Regions from separate parts of the Gossypium arboreum genome. Here region 2 is linked to region 1. The links are chromatin contacts, called in public Hi-C maps. All regions are on one chromosome and are shown on one strand. Each heading gives the region's core, a stretch centred on a gene start, on an enhancer-like site or on the middle of the called end of the contact. The rest is flanking DNA. Distances are from core to core; before and after follow the strand shown.

Region 1 (4,067 bases), core at 1,533-4,032:
TAAATTTTTCCATGCACTTTGATTGAATTTTAAATTTTTATATTGTTTTTGTATTGCAAAAAGCTTGATGAGAAAAATATTCATGGCTCTTACATCCAAAAAGATAGAGGGAGTTTTATGTGGTTATTTGATTTATTTTGACATTATTTATCTAGTTTGACTTATTCTTTTGATGCTCTTGGACTTGTTAAAATGAACTTAATTTTATTAACTTAGTCATTTTTTTGAATTTATTTTGCTTTCATGAGATTGTGGTACGAGAATAGCGGAGAAAGCCGTTCAGTTGAAATCCAGGAATGGCAAGAATTCGTCTAGCCAAAAACACAAGTGCAATTTCAAGAAAATTTATTATTATGAATATCACAAATCGGCTCGATTTTTAAAATTTTAACTTTTTACTGTGCAAGAAAATCGTTTTTGAATCGAATTTTTTTCAACAATAGCTACTCACTTACGGCCTTCATCTTTCCTTTGTCTTGAGATGGCCCGACATCGTTTTTAGCTATGTACGATAAATCAGTCATAAAAATAGTATTAGTTTTCACTCAATCATATGATAAACACATCAATTAAATATACTTTGCATTTTATTCATTTTAGTCCTTATATCCAAAATGCTTATATTTTTGGATATTTAGTATCAAATCAAAACTGAGTTTCGTATTATTTCATTAGAGGCCTTGTACTTCTAATCTATAGCATAATTTCTTCACAACTTTTAATTATTTATAATTAAATAATTGGAGTTCAATATGAAAATTAAATTAATTAGTAATAGCAGTTTTATTGAATAAATAATTAAATTTGTTTTCTTATAGATTCTAGTGTACTAAAGTTTTCATGACTCGAACTGAATTAGAATTTGGTTGAAAAAATAATTTAATTAAAGAAATTAATTTAATTAATTAATTAATTAATTAATATTTTAGGAATAAAAATAAATTATTGGGCAATAAAATTATATGAATTAATTTATAAATTAAATAATACATATAATTTAACCTAATAAAAAATAGTAATAAACCCATTTGTGATGCGATAAGCAGCACACAGGGATCCTGGAAGGGGTGTGCACCGCCTACCCCTTTCGATTAATTTGTGTGTTTCCTCTTATTTAATTTATGTGTAAATTCTCCTAAATTTATTCTGATTAATTGGTTTAAGTTAAATTATTTATTCAATACCCTTTTGTGGAATTCTATTTTTAGCCCCAAGTCCACTGCGTTTGTTTTGAAAATTGGGATAAAAACCCTTTAGATGCCAACGCACAGAAGGCATGGTGGAGGCATCCTCAATCTGTATTTAATAATTCATTCTAATTGAAATTATCATATAATTAGTTAAATGTAACTTAAAAGTTAATAAAAGAGTAAATTATATCATTAGTCATTAAATTATAAATAATTTTTGTTTTAGTTATTAATCTATTTAAAAATTTTTATTTAAGTAATCGAATTGTTAAAATTAATGTTATATGATTTTTTCTATTAAGTATTATCTACATCAATTTTTTTCCAAATATAATTTAAATAAAATTTTTAAATAATTAAATATTCAAATTTTATTTTATTTTTTGTTAGCGACTAAAACATAATTATAATTTACTAACTAATAATGTAATTTATTCTAAGAAAAAAATGACTTTTAGCAAATGGAAAGTTAACAATAGCATGTGGGCTGAGGTGTAGTTAAGGGCTGGGTCTCAACTCTAAAAATAGAAAATTTTTATTTAAGTATTGTAAAAATTTTAAAATTTTAAAATATAAAATTACATGTTCATCCTTTATAAATAATAAAAATTTAATTAATTATTTAAAATTATAAAAATATAAACTATTAAAATAATAAAATTATATTTTACTATTATAAAAATTATAATTTAATTTCAGAAAGGTTTCAACAGGGGCGAAATCAGGGGGCAGGCATGGGCCCCGGCCCCCCTAAAATGAAAAATTTTCATTTAGGCCTTTTAGATTTTTTTAAAATTTTAAATTAGTAAAAATAAAATTATACTTTGATCTCCCTAAAATTATAAAAATTTAATTTAATACTTTAAAAATTATAAATATATAAACTATAAAAAATTAAAATTTTCTTCAACTCCTAAAATTCTTTTCTGGCTTCGCCCTGAGTTTCAACCTCGCTGGAAAGTAACATGAGAGTTTGGACATATAATATTTGGGGTTGGAAATGGAATTTAGGAGTAATTATAAATTTTTAGCTTTGGAAACAGGTTTGGAGTTAAAAAGGAGGGTGTAAGAAATTGAAGCAAGCACGCAACCCAAGTTTTGAACGGTATACGTACATTTCATATCCATAAGCACTTAGAATTGCTGTTCAAATAATAGCCACTCGCACCGTACGGCAATAAACCGTCCACGACTAACTTCATTCATAGCCACCCGTACAGTACGGCTATAAACCTTCTACAAAAGCAAATCAATTTTGATACATGGAGTGAAAATATTAAATTTTATTTATGAAGGCTATTAATTTTTAAATTTAAAAATCATTCGACTTGGTTGAGATCTAATTATTTCTGAATTAATATCTTTTCATAGCATTTAAAGGTTTATTTTTAATTTTAAAATATATTTTAAATCACTTAATTTCGAGTTGAGATCTTAAGTTATAATAATTTTAGTAAAATGATACGAATCAAAATTTTTAGACAAAATTATTAAGGAAAATGATAAGTTTCAAATTTTAATTGAATTTAAATTATATTGAAATCGATTTAAAACTTAATTTTATTATATATTAATTAAATTTTATTAAATTTAGTTTAAATTTAGTTCTTATTTGGATGTAATTAATTAGCCTATATAAATTTCTCTTCATTATTTTTTTTGTGCAATATTACTTTTGTTTAACGGGTTGTGGGAATTCATTTAATTTAAGAAGCATTTCTCAATGGGATCAAATAATGGTTTATTTATTTATGGTTGAATATTTATTTGTTATTCTTAAATTTATTATTTTAATTATTTTTGTTTGATCTTCCTCCATCGCCCGTTACCACACCCCTTTCTTAAGCCTATGCTTTAATCAGAAGCAAAACAAATTGGAAGCAGAATAAGCAAACAGGATTTCCGATCAAACAAAATGGCAACTGTTTTAGATTCCCATTTCTTAGCTCTAACTGCCATTGTAACTGTATGTTTTTATTTTCTCCCTCTCTCCCTCCAAAATAATTGATGTTTGATTTATTTTGGGTTTTGCTTGTGCAGTTGGGATATCAAATATTTTTCTTTATAATCACTGCTCTTCTCAAGTTCGATAAAGTCACTGACTTTGCAGGTACCTCATCCATAAATTTAGCTTCTTTAATTGTTCTTTTAAACTTTTATTAGAGCATAGGAAAGGTAAAGACCCATATAACAATTCATACAATTCTTCAAATGTGAATTCATTGGTTTCTAAATGATATCGTCTTTGTTTTCTTTTGCTCAGGAAGCACGAATTTTGTTATAATTGCTGTGTTGACTCTGATAATTAAAGGATCATGGCATTTTCGTCAGGTAATTTGGATTGACTGCGTAAAAGTTTGCTTCAAACTTCACTGGTTTAAACTGTTCTTCATCTGTTAGGTGTTGACTCATTTTAGATGGTTCTTAAAGCTCATTTATACTGTTCTTGCACCTCCTGTTTGTATGTACTGATTTTGCAACTCTGCTTTCCAGGTAGTATTGACTTCGCTTGTAGTAATATGGGGGCTACGCTTGGCAATTTTTCTATTGATGAGGTATAATAGTATGAAATTTTATTAACTATTTTTTCCTTTTCTTTTTTTGTTTATATATATTTGATGATTTAATTGAAAGATTACCAATATCATGTGAAATGCGTTCAGAATTTTGCAATGGGGCGAGGATCGACGTTTTGATGAGATGCGCAGTAATTTGGGGAAATTAGCAGTTTTCTGGATATTTCAGGTCTTCTTATCTGTCTGATCACACCCATTTCTTTGCTGTTTATCAGTGTGACATCTAATAAACTTTACTGCACCACAATCTTTACATGCATTGCAGGCTGTCTGGGTCTGGACCGTGTCTTTACCTGTAACC
Region 2 (4,299 bases), core at 1,436-3,935, 600 kb after region 1:
CAGCAACTTCAAATTCCACTGAGCATTTCAGTCCAGTAGCTCGTTCAAGAGCAAAGGATATCATGTTTACAGAGAGGTCGATGCCCACAACATGAACATCAAATTCCTCAGCCATATAAATGTCACCTCCACCAATGCCACAGCCAACATCTAGGACCTTTTGGCCAGGCTTAAGATCTAACTTCCCCACAAATTCTTTTGTTGTTTCTGCTCAAAAACAAGTTCATATAAGGGGGATGCTGATGCGATAGAACTAACTAAATAAGAGAAACTATGACAAAGGGTGAAGCCTAAGAGGAAGTTACAAATGCAGCGGATACCCTCTATAATCTCAGTAGTTTTGAGGTTCAGATATTACACTGGAAAAGATGAAATTTCTACTCCAAAACCATTTCTGCTACTTGGTATACAAATCCCGGTATGTGGTATTAAAATTTAATACAGTAAGTGAGAAAATTTTACTGTTTAACATGCATGTTTCATCTTTCCTTCCCTATTTCTGTACTTATGTGTAACAAATTCCTTTAATAAAAGATGTAGAACAAATAAAAACATTTCGTTGAAGAAGGATACCAATTCCTCCTGTGCTCACATATCCTGGTCCAAAGACACGCTCATAACGGAGAATGCTATTAGATTTGTACTGAACAGAATCCAAGAAGCGCTGGAATCCCTTATCATTATCTGAAACAACTTTTTGGAAGATCCAGCAAATCTGAATATGCAAACAATATGTTGCACCTTGTCAGTAAATTTAAAATTCAACAACAAAATATATATACTAATCAATGAGATCATTTTCTGTTGCCTGATTCTGATTCTTTTTGTTCTTAACATAAGCTCCAATGCACTTGCAGCCAACAAGAGAAAGTTCAAATGAATTTCCAGAATCATCAGTTGCTTGGCATTCTTTAAAGACCTGTGTTATAATACATGAAAAACGTATGTTTGAATATGAAAGAAAGATTAGATCACTTTGTTTCATACATATTTCAGTCCTCAGGTCACATGACATCTAATCAAAGATAAGTTCAAGTAAAACCTTAGTGTAAAATCTGGGCTCGCGATAGTGAGTTGGGTTGTTCTTTCTCTTGCAATCACCAGATTGATGAAAGCAAGACTCCCTGAAGAAAATATGCCCACCAACCTTCAACCACTTGAGCATCCTTTCGGCCAAATTCTCAACCTGCATTTAATAATACTTTCAGACAGATATACTCAAAAATATGCTTTATTAGAAATTTGAAAGCCAAAAATGGGGTAGCCGAATTCAGCAAGTAAAAAAAAATTGAAATCAATAGCTAATTTGCCCCTAAGAACTCTCTTTTTTTTTTTTTTCCATGTTATTGAAGAAGAAGCAACAAAAATCACCTCTTTATCTGAGAGATACATCAACAGCCAGTTTGAGAAAATCAAGTCCAATGATCCTTCTGTAAAAGCCAAATCAGGGGAAGTGACATCCGCACAGAGGAATTTGACGTTCTTATAATGCCCATTGATGGTTTCATTCTGCAATTAATGAAATCCAGTCAAGTCCCTTATTAATTAGCAAACTAAAAATTTTCTGTCAGGTTGAGTTTCAATGACCTTCTTTATAACATTCTCAATGAAGTCTAATGCTATAACATGACCAGCCTTCTTAGCTAAGTCACCAGTAAATCGACCAATGCCAGCTCCTAGTTCCAAAATGGTTTTCCCTTCATACGGTGGGAGTAAGGAGAGCACCTGCAAATATCAACAATGAAATTTAGGAATCTAAATAACAACTGAAGTTTAAAATTAAGTACAAAAGAACAGCAGCAACAATTAAAAGGCAATAATAAGCATAAATGCTCATTAAACTATGGTTTCATGATAACAACTGAAGATATTAATAGATAAACAATTTTTACTTAAATATGAAAGCCAAAAAGGAAATAAATTTAAAACTGTAAATATAGTTAAAAATGAACTTGTTAAATTAACTTAATGAAGAAAAAAATAAACAATGCAGAAAACAAAAAGGAAGGAAGAAAGGAAATATTACTTCGGGACGTTCTTCTTTGTCAATATCAGCGGCTTTGGAGTCGAGCATCATAGCCTCCACCGTAAGATCAACCGAGTGTTCAATCCAGTAATTCTTTTGAACTTTGCGTTCATCTCCTACAAATCCTATATATAATTTACAGAACAATCAAATTTTAAATTTTCTTCTTAAATATTAGTTAAAGGTCGATGAGAGATCCATGTGTGGGTTCGCAAATGTTGATTAAACAATGTCAATCCATTCCAATTGTCCTTTGGTTCTAAGTTGAAAAAAACAACGCAAGAAATGATCAATATGAAGGTGGAGATCTCACCGTTAGCCGCCATGGTTAACAGAGAAGATCTCTAGTGAGCTCTGAGAGGAATTGATTTTTTTTTAAGATATTTTTTTTATTTTTTAATGGGGAGTGAAAAGGGGAACTAAAATCCTTCGACAGCAAGCCGAGATCTGGAGAAAGACCTTGATCTACGGTTGTTAGTCCTTCCTCTCTGTTGCATCAGACACAGAGATGCAACCTAAGCCAAATTATTGATACTACTATTACTCTCACTCTCTCTCTCACACACAGCAATTGCCAATTTCTACTGCTTCTGGTGCGGGAAACTGAGAATGCTTCATCTCGCCTTTTATAGAGTAAGGGCTGGGGAAATGCTAGACCTGATTATAATTTGGGTCGGGTCGGATCAATGCATTATGTTAACAAATCTAAGGCCTGTTTAGGTAGACGACAAAACAAATCAAATCAAATCAATATCAGAAAATCGTAAAAATACTGATTTGTATAACCGAATCCAAATTTATTTACATTCAACTGTATTAATTTTGCTTAATATATATATATTACTAACACTGAATCCATTGCCACAAATGTAAACTGACTCAATCAATTTTTTCTTAAAAAACTTATTATCTCCATAGTGTTCAAAATTTTATTAATATCATTTTTTTGTTAAAAAAGCTTAAGCTCCTAATATCTCGTTTTAAGATTTAAATTTTATAGTTTTTTTAAGTGGTATAAATATTATAAAAATATATGTAAGATATTTTGTCAATCACAAAATAAAATTAAACTATTACTTTACAATCATATTAAGAATTGGCATAGTTAACAAATTAAATTAAACTCATGATAGTTGCACATAGTGGAACTTCGAGATTCATGCATATAATTGCAAATGATTAGTCTCAAACTAGAATAATCAAAGCTCAAGGGCTTCGCCTTTGCCAATTGAACCAAGACTTCATTAGCTAAAGCCTATAATTAGTTTAGAGATGGTATAAAAGAATTTATTATGCTTAAAAAGCTCATTTTACTTTTAATTTGGGTTAAAATGTGCTCTTAGTACTTAAATTTGTATAAAATTGAGATTTTAGTTTAAAAGTTAAAATTTTAATTTTTTTATTTTCAATTTAAAAATTCTAATCTAATTATTATTGTTGTTGGTAGTTTCATCAAAATTTTTAATTTAACATGTTTATTTTTTCAATCATATGATACATTACATGAATACAATGTGATTAAAATTTTATTTTTCTAACTCAATCAAATTCTCTCAAATACCAAATAAATTTTAACTCCACAAATGGTCAAAGTGTGACGACAAATCAAGCAGTAAAATAGCTTAATAGTGTCATCTGTCCAAAATTTCATTCGATAAGGGTAGAGTTTGGATGAAAATATTAGTTTCAAACTATGTGTTTAAACAATATATATATACACAAACACGTTTGAATAACTTTAATTTTGCATAGTTTTACACCCGTATTGATGAATCTCTTTCTAAATTTTCATATATTTATGTACTACATGAAATTAATTTATAATAATATATGACGATATTGTACTGTAAATATTAAAAAATATATGTTAAGCTTTTATATTTAATATTTTTGATAAAAATTATATTAAATATTAAATATTAAATATTAAATTAAAATATTATATTTTTATAAAAATTAAAATATATAAATATATTTAAAACGAATTTGTATTAATTATTTACAAATTTATGCTATTTAAACAAAATTTTAAGCTTATAAATTAGACCAACATAAATATACCTATATAAATAAAGTTTGTTTTAAATAAATAAAAGAGATTGTATTTTTAATAAATTGTTGTGTTATAAATTTAAATTAAAAACATAGAAAAAGATTTATTTCTCTTAGTAATATTAAAATAGGGGATAATCAATTAAAAAGAATTATTGTGCTGAATGCTGAGTCTACTTTAAATATGCACCACAATTTTTATTTTGAGTTTAAATTTTAAA

The links. A called contact is a pair of places that touch in the nucleus more often than the background predicts.
Region 2: a Hi-C map of leaf shows a contact between it and region 1, with 3 times the contacts expected there. The contact joins the promoter of LOC108457077 here to the promoter of LOC108454119 in region 1. A contact is called at or near these places in 2 of 5 Hi-C or Micro-C datasets (both in leaf).

What each region holds. Positions count from the first base shown.
Region 1 is chr3:67,046,551-67,050,617 of ASM2569848v2, forward strand. LOC108454119 reads left to right here and starts at 2,783. Exons shown (of 10, transcript XM_017752444.2): 1 at 2,783-3,156; 2 at 3,231-3,300; 3 at 3,454-3,521; 4 at 3,684-3,745; 5 at 3,854-3,935; 6 at 4,032-4,067. The coding sequence starts at 3,106.
Region 2 is chr3:67,647,424-67,651,722 of ASM2569848v2, forward strand. LOC108457077 (phosphoethanolamine N-methyltransferase 1-like) reads right to left here and starts at 2,686. Exons shown (of 12, transcript XM_017755899.2): 1 at 2,340-2,686; 2 at 2,027-2,151; 3 at 1,588-1,725; 4 at 1,372-1,509; 5 at 1,043-1,186; 6 at 809-919; 7 at 574-715; 8 at 1-207. The coding sequence starts at 2,352.